Regions from separate parts of the Mus musculus genome. Here regions 1, 3 and 4 are each linked to region 2. Evidence: chromatin contacts called from public Hi-C and HiChIP or PLAC-seq data. All regions are on one chromosome and are shown on one strand. The core of a region is the stretch at or near the end of the contact, and the rest is flanking DNA. Distances in the headings are between cores, read along the strand shown. Region 1 has its middle 35 kb from the start of Gm30974. Region 2 overlaps Sulf1 (sulfatase 1). Region 3 has its middle 18 kb from the start of Gm30898. Region 4 overlaps Gm30974 (a long non-coding RNA gene).

Region 1 (2,700 bases), core at 34-2,533, 810 kb after region 2:
AACCTTGAATAATGGTGAAATAGACAAGATAAATTCCATAACCAAAGTTATTTTTCTATTTGAGTTGCCAAAAACATTGTTTAATAAGTGAATATGTATATTCTATGGTCATATTTAGGCATCTGAATTTGAGAATATTCTTAGTCTCTTTTCAAACAAAAGGAGACTAACAACTTTTTCTCCTTCGGCTAGCGATAGTGATACATAGGAGAGAGCTGGGATTTGGTGCATGGCATCTGGTATCCTGTTATGAACAGAAATGGCTCTTCAGAGTCAGTCTGTTTCATTCCCAGCAAAGCATTGTCTCTAATGGGCAAATTAAATGTGTTTATGCTCTCTGTCATGGAGGCAAAACAAATAACTAAAGCATTGTGTGGTGTTCTCTTTCAGCAGATAAAGTATCAGGAACAGTTTTCATGCAGCAGGACATTTTGAAATCAAGACATTGTGTGTATTCTTTGGATTTTGACAAAATTCTCTAGACTTTGAACTACATCTTTATTCCCTCTGGAGATAAAAGTCTATATGGAAGTACTTTACCTGCTTGCTAATCAGCTGTATAATTTCTGAACATGTGTTTACTGCAAAAATCTTTTTATGAGCTTGTAGATTAGTTTAAAAGGTTTCCTGGATTGTGTCCAGTTATTTGAAACATTGCAACTTTAAAAGAGCCCTCTTCTGAAAAGATCTTCATATCTGCAAAGTGTTTGAGCCTGTTTCTGGTGTCTCCTCCTTATCATATATGTTGTATGAGGCTTAAAATTAAAAAATGACTAGTTTGAATTAGGGAGATAAAATTTTATTTTGACATAAGCATATTTGGTTATTAATTTTTTCTTAGGTTGTCATATTCATAACTTTTAGTATTACATTTCTACCTTATTAAGCCAATATATTTGCATACCTTCATAACAGGGTAATTCAGAATATGGTTTAATATATAATTATTAAAGCATCCCAGCAGATCTTCATTTGTTCCTTCTTTCCTCCAAATCCAGTCTCTCAGTCTTATGCTCACATCTGTGGCAGACCTCCCCTGTGTCCCTTCTCCCACCTCCAGTATCTCACATAGATCTTCCCTTACAAACTTTCCTTCCCAGAACTCACTGCTCTATCCCAGCCCCCAGATCCAGCAGGGACTCCCTAGGAAGAAACCCACAAGCCATTCAGACTAGGAAATCAAGTAGAGGAATGCAGATATTCACCTTCCTCTCCATTTCTCCATCTAATGGCTTAGCCTCATTCCCAGCTCAGTAGCAGACCACCTGTGTAGCTGTTTGTATTCTAATGCTAATTGGGTCCTCTAAAACTGTTTGCAAGAGAAAGTCTGAATGTAGCTTCTGGGAACCTGTCCCAATTAATTCTGATTGGTAAATAAAGATGCCAGCTGCTAATAGCTGAAGAGGAGAGACATAGGTTTAGGGTTCCAGGGTTTGGGACCATAGCAAGGGGAAGGATAAAGACATAGAGGCAGCTATGGGAGGAGAATAAAGTTTAGGAGGGAGAAGCAAAGCTACTATGTAAAGGGAATGCTACACAGACAGTTGCTCAATTGGGTCAAGAGAAGCCAAGATAGAAAATATACATTGGTAAGTAGTAACTTGGAGTTACTGGTGAGAGGTAGATTTTAACAGCATGGACATTAGGCAGTTGCCCAGCTATTGTGGTGCTTTTAAGGCATATCAAAATATAAAGGCTGTGTATGTGTCTTTCAATCGAAAACATAAACCGTTGAGACAGTTGTAACCCTGCATCAGGATTTATTTAAAATATCATTACTATACACATGCTGTGGCCTCTCCTCATTCTCTCACCCATTCCCAAGGGACTAAGCAGGTCCTGATGAAACACCCTGCTTTCATTCTTTATTGGACGCCCCCCCCCCAGCCCCTCATCCTAGTCCATCCCCGTTCCTAAGTGTCAGTTCCAAATATCTAGAATATATTTTTCTTGGAACCTCCAGTGGCCACATCTATCAGAATCCCAAAAGAGTTTCCTACTAGGCAACACACAGTCACCATATTCTCCTAATTACCAGAGAGAGCAAATGAATCAAACAAGATATCCAGCCAACAAAGACAAGACTAGATATCAGCATCAAGAATTATAATCTTCTCAAACTCAAATGCCTAGGAAATCACCTTAAAAACCTTTAAATCACATTTAGTAACAGCCAAGATAATATGTCTCCACTAGAGTCTAGCAATCCCACCACAGCAGGCCCTGAATATGCCACTATGGCTAAAGTACAAGAAAAAGTCCTGATAATAGCCTTTATAAATATGATCGGTGTCCTTAAAAAGAAATTAATACATCTTTTAAAGAAATGAATAAAAACACAAACAACTTACAGGAGAAAATGAAGGAAACAGTTTAAGCCTGAAAAATGGAAATGAGATCAATAAAGAAAATCAAAACTGAGGGAAATCTAAAAATGAAAAGTTTAAGAACTCAAACAGTGACTTCAGAGGCAAACTTCACCAGCAGAGTACAGTAGATAGAGAATGTTAGGCATTGAAGACATGAGAGAAAAAATAGATACATCAGCCAAAAAATGTTAAATCTTGAAAACTTCTATCACAAACATCCAGGAAATCTGGGCTATGATGAAAGGAACAAATCTAACAATAATAGCAAGAGAGAAGAGAAGAAACCCAGGTAAAAGGCACAGAAAACATTTTCATCAAATTCATAGAAGAA
Region 2 (2,702 bases), core at 27-2,526:
CCCTTACTTTCCAGGTGCAGTAGTGGCTGCCATGACAGACGACGACTTGCACCACTATCACCTCAGGAAAAGAGGAAACCTGCTCCTGTTGTAGGATGCAGTTTGAAAACTTTCTGGCAGGGGACAGTGTTCCTGCTGCTAAGTGGGATGCTTGTATCAGGGGGCCTTGTAACCTTATTAATTCTAGCTGTGATTTTTCTTATGAGGTTTAAGTGTGAAATTTCCTTCCAGGAGGAAAGACAATCCCGTAACTCTGTGTACTGGCTATAAACCACTTTAAGAACCAGTGAAGACCAGTCCACCTAGATAAGGAATTCATGGCCCTCTAGTCTATTCTGTTCAGCACAAAAATGTCGCTTTAAGGAACTCTGAGTCTCTTAAGTGTTTTGTGTCCAATTAAACAGAACTTATTTGTTTCCAGACATAGAATGTGCACAGATTTGAGCCACTTCTCTAATATGCCACGAGGTGGCAGTAGACTATCATTCTTCAGTAGATGTTCCTCCTGTTTTCTGTAGTCTGTATCAATCAGTTACCTGAGAGTTTTTACTAAAAAAAAAAAAAAGAAACAAAAAACCTGTAGGCAGTAAGGATATGCTGTACTGAGTTCAACTAATTTGATACTGCCACTCAACAAGATACAAGCGTCTGACAACATTTAAAGATACAGTCTAAAACATGAAAAATATGCGTTTAAAAACTGCTCATGTCTTTCCTCTAAGGTTAAACACACATGAACTGATTGATACCTAAAATTTAACTTTTAAATCAAGTTAAGGCAGGCATATTAGAGCATTACCATGAAGGTAAAGTCAGATGGCTCTAACCCTCCCCCACTGGTCCCGAGGGACACCCGCTGCGTGTGTGGATGCCCTGGTCCCTAGGAAGTTACTAAGTGGATTTTTATTCTATACTAAGTGAAAATGCTCGCAAAGTAAAATTTCTAGCTGATCTTTGCTATCTTACTTTAAACTGAGCAATGATTTTTGCTTTTATCCTGAAATCTAGGCACCGAGAACATCTCATTTGTGTGTGAATCACGGGGGAGGTTGTCTTGAAAAGGGATCCTCCTGCCGCTGTATGTGTGTGGGGTGTGGGGGGGGGCTGGGGGGGGTCACAAGGTTGAGCTTACTTGGTGTTCCCTTGTTCCTCAGGAACTGCCTTTGATTCTTTCTCTGGCTTCTGCTCGAGCGATAGCCAGAGTCCCTACAATGGCACTCTTTGTCTTTGTCATGCAATCCGCGAGAGTAGAGGTTGCGTGCATTCTGACGGACCGTGAGCAGGTCGCTGGGTCCCTTACACTTGTGGATTCGGAGCTTGCCGGATGTGTCCTCGATGCACTGCCAGTTCTGCAAGAGCCAGCGGGAAGCAGTTGGCGATGCTGAGCCAGTTGTTATTTACAAAGCACCCTAGCAGTAGCTAGGTGTCCGTCAGTCCGGTCCCCCATCATCACCTCCCCCCTCCCCCACCCCTGCCCCGTCCCTCACTGCTAATTCCATTAAGGAGCATAAATGAAAGGGGACTGGCTTTTAAGTGACCCTGCAGTAACTGCTCAGTTCTATTTCGTTTGTGGCAGGCACATACAGATGACAAATCATTGGGAATCAGAACTGCCTCGATGACACTGGCGCTGATAAATGAATCCTCCGCCCCCAGACTAAACAGTCTTGAATGAACCGTGTTAAAACCCTTAGTGTCCCAACACGGAGCCAGCTGTCAGCGCTGCTTCCACCAGGACCCCAAACTGCCCCATTTGTTCTGGAAAAACAAACTTGCCTGCTTTGTTCTCTGCCTCTTGGTTTCTAAAGTGAGCCTGGGCAGAGTGGCAGAGGAGCAAGACGGAGAGGAATTTAATTTGAGGCCATTACCGGCAAAGCCAACTCTGGGTATCCCAGACATTGGCAAACTCATCGTGTTTTCTTTTGATTTTCCTTCTTCTCCTACAAACTCTTCACGCCCGCAGCATGTGGTGGGTCCCAGGGAGACTGATTCGACCTTCCCAGAAAATGCGCTCTGCGGGGGTGGTAGTGGGGGTCGCATTGGGGTTCCTAGTTCCTGTTTTGTCCACAGCTGTGGGAATGCAGCAAGTTCACAGTTCTGGTTCCAACAATGTCTTTTCACCCCGGGAGGCCTCTCAGAAGCCCCTCTCCATTCGAAAGGCCCAATAACTTCTTTACATTTCAGTTTTTCTCTTACAAGCCCTAAAGGACTCACTGGTCAGTAGGAAGAATCCTGGCCTTCATTTGAAGCTATGTTAGCAAGACAACAGAGTGAGCCTGGATAAGGACTAGCACTGTTAAATGTATCCTTTTCTCCCTCCCATATACAAGTGTCGCCTGTGTGCTATTATTGTGTGTATTTCAATGCATAGGTTTCTAAGCTGACACCAGCACAATATACGTATGCTCTAAATATCCATGCGGGCTGAGCCACACATAATTTCAGATAAGTCCTGTCTTGGTGGTAAGGACTTTAATCCTAGCACTTGGGAAGTAGAGGTAGGCGGATCTCTGAGTTCAAGGCCAGACCAGTCTACAGAGTAAGTTTCAGAACAGCCAGGCCTACACAGAGAAAACCTGTCTCAAAAACCTAAAGAAGTCATGTGTGAATAGGATACCCACTCTAGTAGTGTCTATGAGTAGCTCATATCTCCCACTGGTAAGCCAATACCACCAGGAGGCGTCTCTGATGTAAAAAAGCTT
Region 3 (2,700 bases), core at 24-2,523, 840 kb after region 2:
TCAGTCTGCCTATGTAGGAAAACCCCCCACTCTGATAATCAACTCAGTAGAGTTTGCCAGCTGATCAAATCATGATGTACCAGGAAGATAATAAACACCAGTTCCACGTGCAGATGGCAGAGAAGCCTTGCATTAGGAACTCTGCCTGCCTTACCCTCTGTGTAATCTCCTTTGGCTGGCTCTGATTTCTGATATATTTCCATCGTTTCTTGATTTTGTTTTTAGTTTAGGGACTCTTAGCAAGTTCTATTTTTAGGGTTTTTAAAAATTATTTTCTGAGATAGGGTCTCACATTACAGGTTAGGCTGGCTTCAAACTCTTAGGGTCTTGCTACCTTGCTTTTAAGTACTGGAGTTACAGGCATGAGGCACTGTGCTTTTCTTATATCCTTTATAGTAATGCATGTTAGAATATGAGAGTGTGCAAGTCTTTTATGCAGAGTAGCACAGCATTTGCATTTGGCCAGAGAACCTCCCCCTGTGTATTTCTTAAAAGTACTTGTGGGTTATTTAATACCCAATGCAATGCAAACCCCATATTAATAGGTACAATGCACCGCTTAGAGAATGATGACAACAATAAAAATATAACACTACAGATGCATTTTTTTTCTTTCTTCAGATTTATCAATGTGCTGCTTTTGGTTGAATCTAAGCATGCAGAACCCACACACATAGAGAGATTGTGTAAACTTTCACTAGCTGGTGGTGGGCAATACCTAAGAGAAGAACTCCTGTGTCAAAGGATTTTGCTTACCAATGGACAAAATCACTCACACACACACACACACACACACACACACACACACACACACACATGCTCACAATAACACACACACCTGAATTTCCAATGAGCCAGATTTTAGAGGACCAGACACAATCTTATTCCATGGGGGCTTCTCGGCATCTGGCCTTGTTTAAAGGGCATGTGAGAAGAATTATCATTTCTTTAATACCATCTGGCCTTGACCTTTCCCACAAGTCTGGTCATGAAGAGATTTCCCATGGAATTCTGCTCTGGATATTATATACATCTGACTTCTTGGAAAAGCCAAGAAATCATCAGAGAAACAAGAATACCCCAAGGACACAGAGATGCACTGAACTGAACTGTCACACATTCCTCACAACAACATAATACAGGAGAACAGAGTGGACTCTCTGGGATAACAGTCAGAAATTGGGGGAAAATTTTGGCTCTCTTAGCATAGGCAGCTTCACTCCCCCAAGGAGCCTTGCTTTTCTTAGCCCACAGTGGATTTAAAGTTATGGCCTGAGTGGCTATTCCCAGCTCAGTTGATTTCTCATGAGCCATATATATTCACATGTCCCAGACAAGATCATTTTGGTTTTCAGCACTTGAAGTTCTGGGAAGAGAGAGAGCTAAATTATGTGAGAGCACTCCCAGTCGGGGGTGGGAGTGCACATAGACATAGTTGTTCTAGCAGCAATAAAACTGGGGTAATAAAGGGAATTGAAGGTTCAGGGGGTTTGAGGCCTCAGATATTGTGTTCAATTAATTATTATAGAGTGGCCAGAGCATCGATTCCAGCTGAAGCATAGCGCAGCTGGGTCTGGCTCATCAGATAAGGCAGTTGTTTCTGAGGTTACCCATGAAGATGAACGGCCTTCGAAGCTCTTGTTTTCTTAGGAAAGAGTTTTTATCACTGTGGAGAACATAACAAACCTTCATAAGTTTGTCTCAGCACAAAGGTGAGTACAAGATCCCTCGCCTACTCAGTTTTGTCACAAGTGGCTCGTACATTTTCTAACAAATGCAGCACTGGGGGAGACTTCCTGCCAGAACTAGTGAATGAGCTCAGAACATGGCATAGAAAAGCCAGAGTATCAGAAATTGATAAGATATTCTCAATAAAGTAAATACTGATGCCAAGTCCAAGAGGCACTTTCTTCAGACTCTTCCAACTGTGGATTGTCTTTCTTTTGATCATTTGGATTATGAAATCTATGTGAAACAGAGGTACATCTAAGCCATTGTTAAAGCATAGCTGTTAGATTTTCTTCAGTGACTCTACACCCATTCTCATCTACAAAATAAATGTAACCATGTTCACATTGTTACGGAAGTTTGGTATAAGTATTAACAGATAAATGGACCCATCCATTTGTCACCAGAAAGATGGGTGGCAGGACTCTCTGCATGACTCTGGAGTGCCACAATTAAAGGGGCTTAGGTTCTTAAATAAAATGGTGTCTAATTTGCATATAATAACTATAATTGTCCCATATTCTTTAAATATTTGTAGAGTATTAATTATTACCAGTATATGTAAATATAAACAGATGCCCATACAGTATTGCCTAGAAGCTAACAACAAGGTGGAAGGATCACCATGATAGGTACAACTGTCTTCCAAGCAGTTTTGATGGGCACTGATTGAAACCATGCACCTAGAATCTGTAGATACAGAGGTCATCTATGCGTATAAAACTCAATGAACGTTAGCTTAACCATAGAAGAGTATTTGCAAAGGGCAATGGTCTGCTGTTCCTTACTTCCTTTTTGGGATGTGGGCAAGATGTAGATAAAGGAATTTGTTTTGTAAACTGCAATGTTGCCCTTGGCAACTTTACTGTAACTTGTGAACAGTGTGTTTTTGTTCTCAGAGCAGGTCAAGAGTAATAGATATTGACCTTCTTGCTCCATGCTCTCATTCTATGGTCACAATTCTCAAACAGA
Region 4 (2,723 bases), core at 56-2,555, 780 kb after region 2:
GTCTTTGACAGCTCAGGGTGTGAATCCAAAAGGGAGCTAGACTTAATTGTACAAAGAGAATAAATATGCAGTAACTCCCCAGCCAGCTCCAGCAATATACATCTCTCCTGGGCAAGATTTCTACCATCTCTACTTACAGAAAATCGCTTGCTGCAGACAGAGATCTAAGAAATACTTCGAAAACTAAAAGACCTTTTGGAATATAGAGCTGTTTGATGATTTTTCAAAACATAATTTACTTTTTTATTCTAAATGAGGGAGCAGAAGAGACCATTCACTACATGTATGCATTCATGTATATTTATCATATTATTACATATTATTACTTCATGCTTTAAGTTTTATCTAGGAAAAGAGTAGAGATTTATTTTGAAACGCAATTTTCTCACTGCTTATGTTCTTCCATTTTGTATGAACACTATCAGTGATGGAAACGCTTCATCTGAAAGAGTAACTTGAAATAATTCAGATTCTTTGAAAGAGATTGTCCTCAAAATAAAATCTTGAGGTTTTGTGTTGCATTTAAAAAACATTGCCTTTTGTGTCATACACCTTTGATGTTTTTCAGTTGATGATTAAATCTTCATGTTTTTGGTTTCCTGGTTATAAAAAAGCATGGAAACAAAGGCAACACTGCCACAGGGGTGTGATGCAAGAGGCAATCATATAAAATGAGGTTTGGATGTAACTTAGCTTGAAATTGTACCACCTAAGTAAGTAAGGTGTCTCTGTTATTATGAAAGTTTTGTACTTGCAAACTTCTGGAAAACAAACAAACAAAACTTTCATTTGTGGAGTTGAGCATGTTAACAGGAAGCAAGCTTTCAGTCACTTAGAAAGGCACTTTTCTTCCTCTGACACAAATTTTGCTTTTGTGATTTGATTGACAGCCATCCCACTGTCTATAAACAATCCACCATTACCCCAAATTACCATTCAGTCCCTGCATCCAACATTTAAACATTGAGTGGTTTTGCGTTCAATAAAATTCCTTTTCATTCCTTCCTAGGTTGCCATGTCTCTTCAAACAGAGACAGAAAAGCTCCGGTCTGTGTCAGACAGATTTTAATTTTCAGTCCCCATCCATTTGCAGAGGACTAGACACAGGCAAACAGACTCTCCCCCAAAGCCTAGCAACCTGCAGTTTAAACAGTCAATGCATAAGAGTCCTGGGATGGGGGCCTGGACCTGTTCACACATGAATAAAGAAGATTAAGATTTCCTTTCAAAGACCTGAAGCCTTTTTGACAGCCAGTGTCAACAGCACTGTCTGCCTTCAATGTGAACCAGTCTTCTAGCACAGATTCCCACAGGGAGGTCCTGCCTATTAGCATGCATCACACCACTGTTCCTTGTCGGTATTTAATGGGAGAATAAGGGGGTAAAGTTTTGCAAACTCTTACTTAGGCACAAAGAAAGGATAACTTACAGGAATTGTTGAAAGAAAATACCAGTGAACATGAACACCTACAGGGAGCATTTAAAAAGTGAAGAGCCCAGAAGGGAAAGGAAGAATAGTTGGGATTTCTATTATCTAATTGCAGAGAAGTTAACAAAAGCTTTGTAGCCAAAGAGGTGTTTTGAAATTCCCTCAAAAAATCAGCTTTACTCCAAGAAGGGGGAAAAAAAATAATGTCTAACTTTTATTTTCAAGTAAGGGTATAGGACAGCTTCAGAAAATAAGAGTTTATTATCAACATACTTAAATAACCATCCTTATAATTAGGGGAACACTTTCAAAAGGAAGACTTAATTTTTTCTTAATATTTATTAAGGAAAAATTAAAGTAAGTGCTTTATACATAGGCGATTTGTAGCACTAAACGAATGGACTAGGGCTTTATTACATAGTGAGTTTCATAACAAATTTGTGTCCTTAATAAAAACCACAAAGGGGGAAATAGTATCCTGTGTATGAATGGCAGCCTCTCCAACTTGTCAGAGACAAGTTCTAACACTGGAACATGTTAGCATATGGATCCTCTCTCCTTTGAAACTGTATCCCATCCTCCTACTAATTAATATGTGCCAAATTATTTGAGGATGAGTTGAAATACTTAAATTATACTTATTTATAAGATCATGGCTGTCTTTCATTATGTGACCAATGTTTACACAATTTGATGTCAACTTTGATGTCAACAATTTGATGACCAGACAAGAATATAAACCAAAATGTACAACTGCATAGATGGCTGCCATGCTTCCATACCAATGAGACTCAGTGGCTTCAGCAGAACTGGGAAAAGGCTCTCACTGATCTACCTACCCTCCTTCATTGATTGAATACTAGAGTACCCTATGCCAGGAACTGGAATAAAGGCTGGACTACACCAAATTCAACTGAAATAGTCTGGAAAGTGCCAATTATATGCTAGCTTTCCCTGCACAAATCATGCTTTTGCTGCATTTGACAATTTTAAACCAATGAGAGTATTTACACCACAGAAAATAGCAATGCAGCAAAATAGGGATAACTTGTTGTTGGTGGTAGGGTTTTGGTTTTGTTTGTTTGTTTATTTATTTATTTATTTGCAATTGATTGACATATATTTGCTAATATCTCACTAGATAGACAAGGTGTTTCTTTCCTCTTTTTCATACTCAGGTATACGTTATCTAGATACTTTTGCAATGTATATCCAGAGATGGCTCTTTTGTGATAAAAGGATAGGACAAAACTAAGAAGACTGTACCTCATAGATTTCTTTCCTTCTGGGATTT

The links. A called contact is a pair of places that touch in the nucleus more often than the background predicts. HiChIP or PLAC-seq counts read pairs in DNA pulled down with a chosen protein or histone mark.
Region 1: a contact with region 2 is called in an H3K27ac HiChIP or PLAC-seq map of embryonic stem cells, with 10 times the contacts expected there. The contact joins two enhancer-like sites. A contact is called at or near these places in 6 of 484 Hi-C or Micro-C datasets (cerebral cortex, cortical neurons, embryonic stem cells and 1 more), 1 of 115 datasets of contacts at active chromatin or transcription factors (embryonic stem cells) and 1 of 9 other capture datasets (embryonic stem cells).
Region 3: a contact with region 2 is called in a Hi-C map of uterus, with 4 times the contacts expected there. The contact joins two enhancer-like sites. A contact is called at or near these places in 8 of 484 Hi-C or Micro-C datasets (cerebral cortex, cortical neurons, tail fibroblasts and 2 more) and 1 of 9 other capture datasets (embryonic stem cells).
Region 4: a contact with region 2 is called in an H3K4me3 HiChIP or PLAC-seq map of craniofacial prominence, with 6 times the contacts expected there. The contact joins two enhancer-like sites. A contact is called at or near these places in 2 of 115 datasets of contacts at active chromatin or transcription factors (craniofacial prominence and embryonic stem cells) and 1 of 9 other capture datasets (embryonic stem cells).

Annotation. Positions count from the first base shown.
Region 1 is chr1:12,024,579-12,027,278 of GRCm38.p6, reverse strand. No RefSeq gene overlaps it. Among named protein-coding and RNA genes, the nearest start is that of Gm30974, 35 kb to the left of the region's middle. Within about 2 kb of position 1,283, at least 5 of the 459 cell types and tissues checked have an H3K27ac peak or open chromatin away from gene starts, as enhancers often do. A contact at or near this core is called in embryonic stem cells, where this site is marked.
Region 2 is chr1:12,834,760-12,837,461 of GRCm38.p6, reverse strand. It overlaps Sulf1 (sulfatase 1), which reads right to left. Exons shown (of 22, transcript NM_001198565.1): 13 at 1,133-1,349. Among named protein-coding and RNA genes, the nearest start is that of Sulf1, 140 kb to the right of the region's middle. Within about 2 kb of position 1,276, at least 78 of the 459 cell types and tissues checked have an H3K27ac peak or open chromatin away from gene starts, as enhancers often do. A contact at or near this core is called in craniofacial prominence, embryonic stem cells and uterus, where this site is marked.
Region 3 is chr1:11,995,159-11,997,858 of GRCm38.p6, reverse strand. No RefSeq gene overlaps it. Among named protein-coding and RNA genes, the nearest start is that of Gm30898, 18 kb to the right of the region's middle. Within about 2 kb of position 1,273, at least 10 of the 459 cell types and tissues checked have an H3K27ac peak or open chromatin away from gene starts, as enhancers often do. A contact at or near this core is called in uterus, where this site is marked.
Region 4 is chr1:12,054,558-12,057,280 of GRCm38.p6, reverse strand. The region is part of intron 1 of Gm30974 (a long non-coding RNA gene); the gene reads left to right. Among named protein-coding and RNA genes, the nearest start is that of Gm30974, 5.1 kb to the left of the region's middle. Within about 2 kb of position 1,305, at least 18 of the 459 cell types and tissues checked have an H3K27ac peak or open chromatin away from gene starts, as enhancers often do. A contact at or near this core is called in craniofacial prominence, where this site is marked.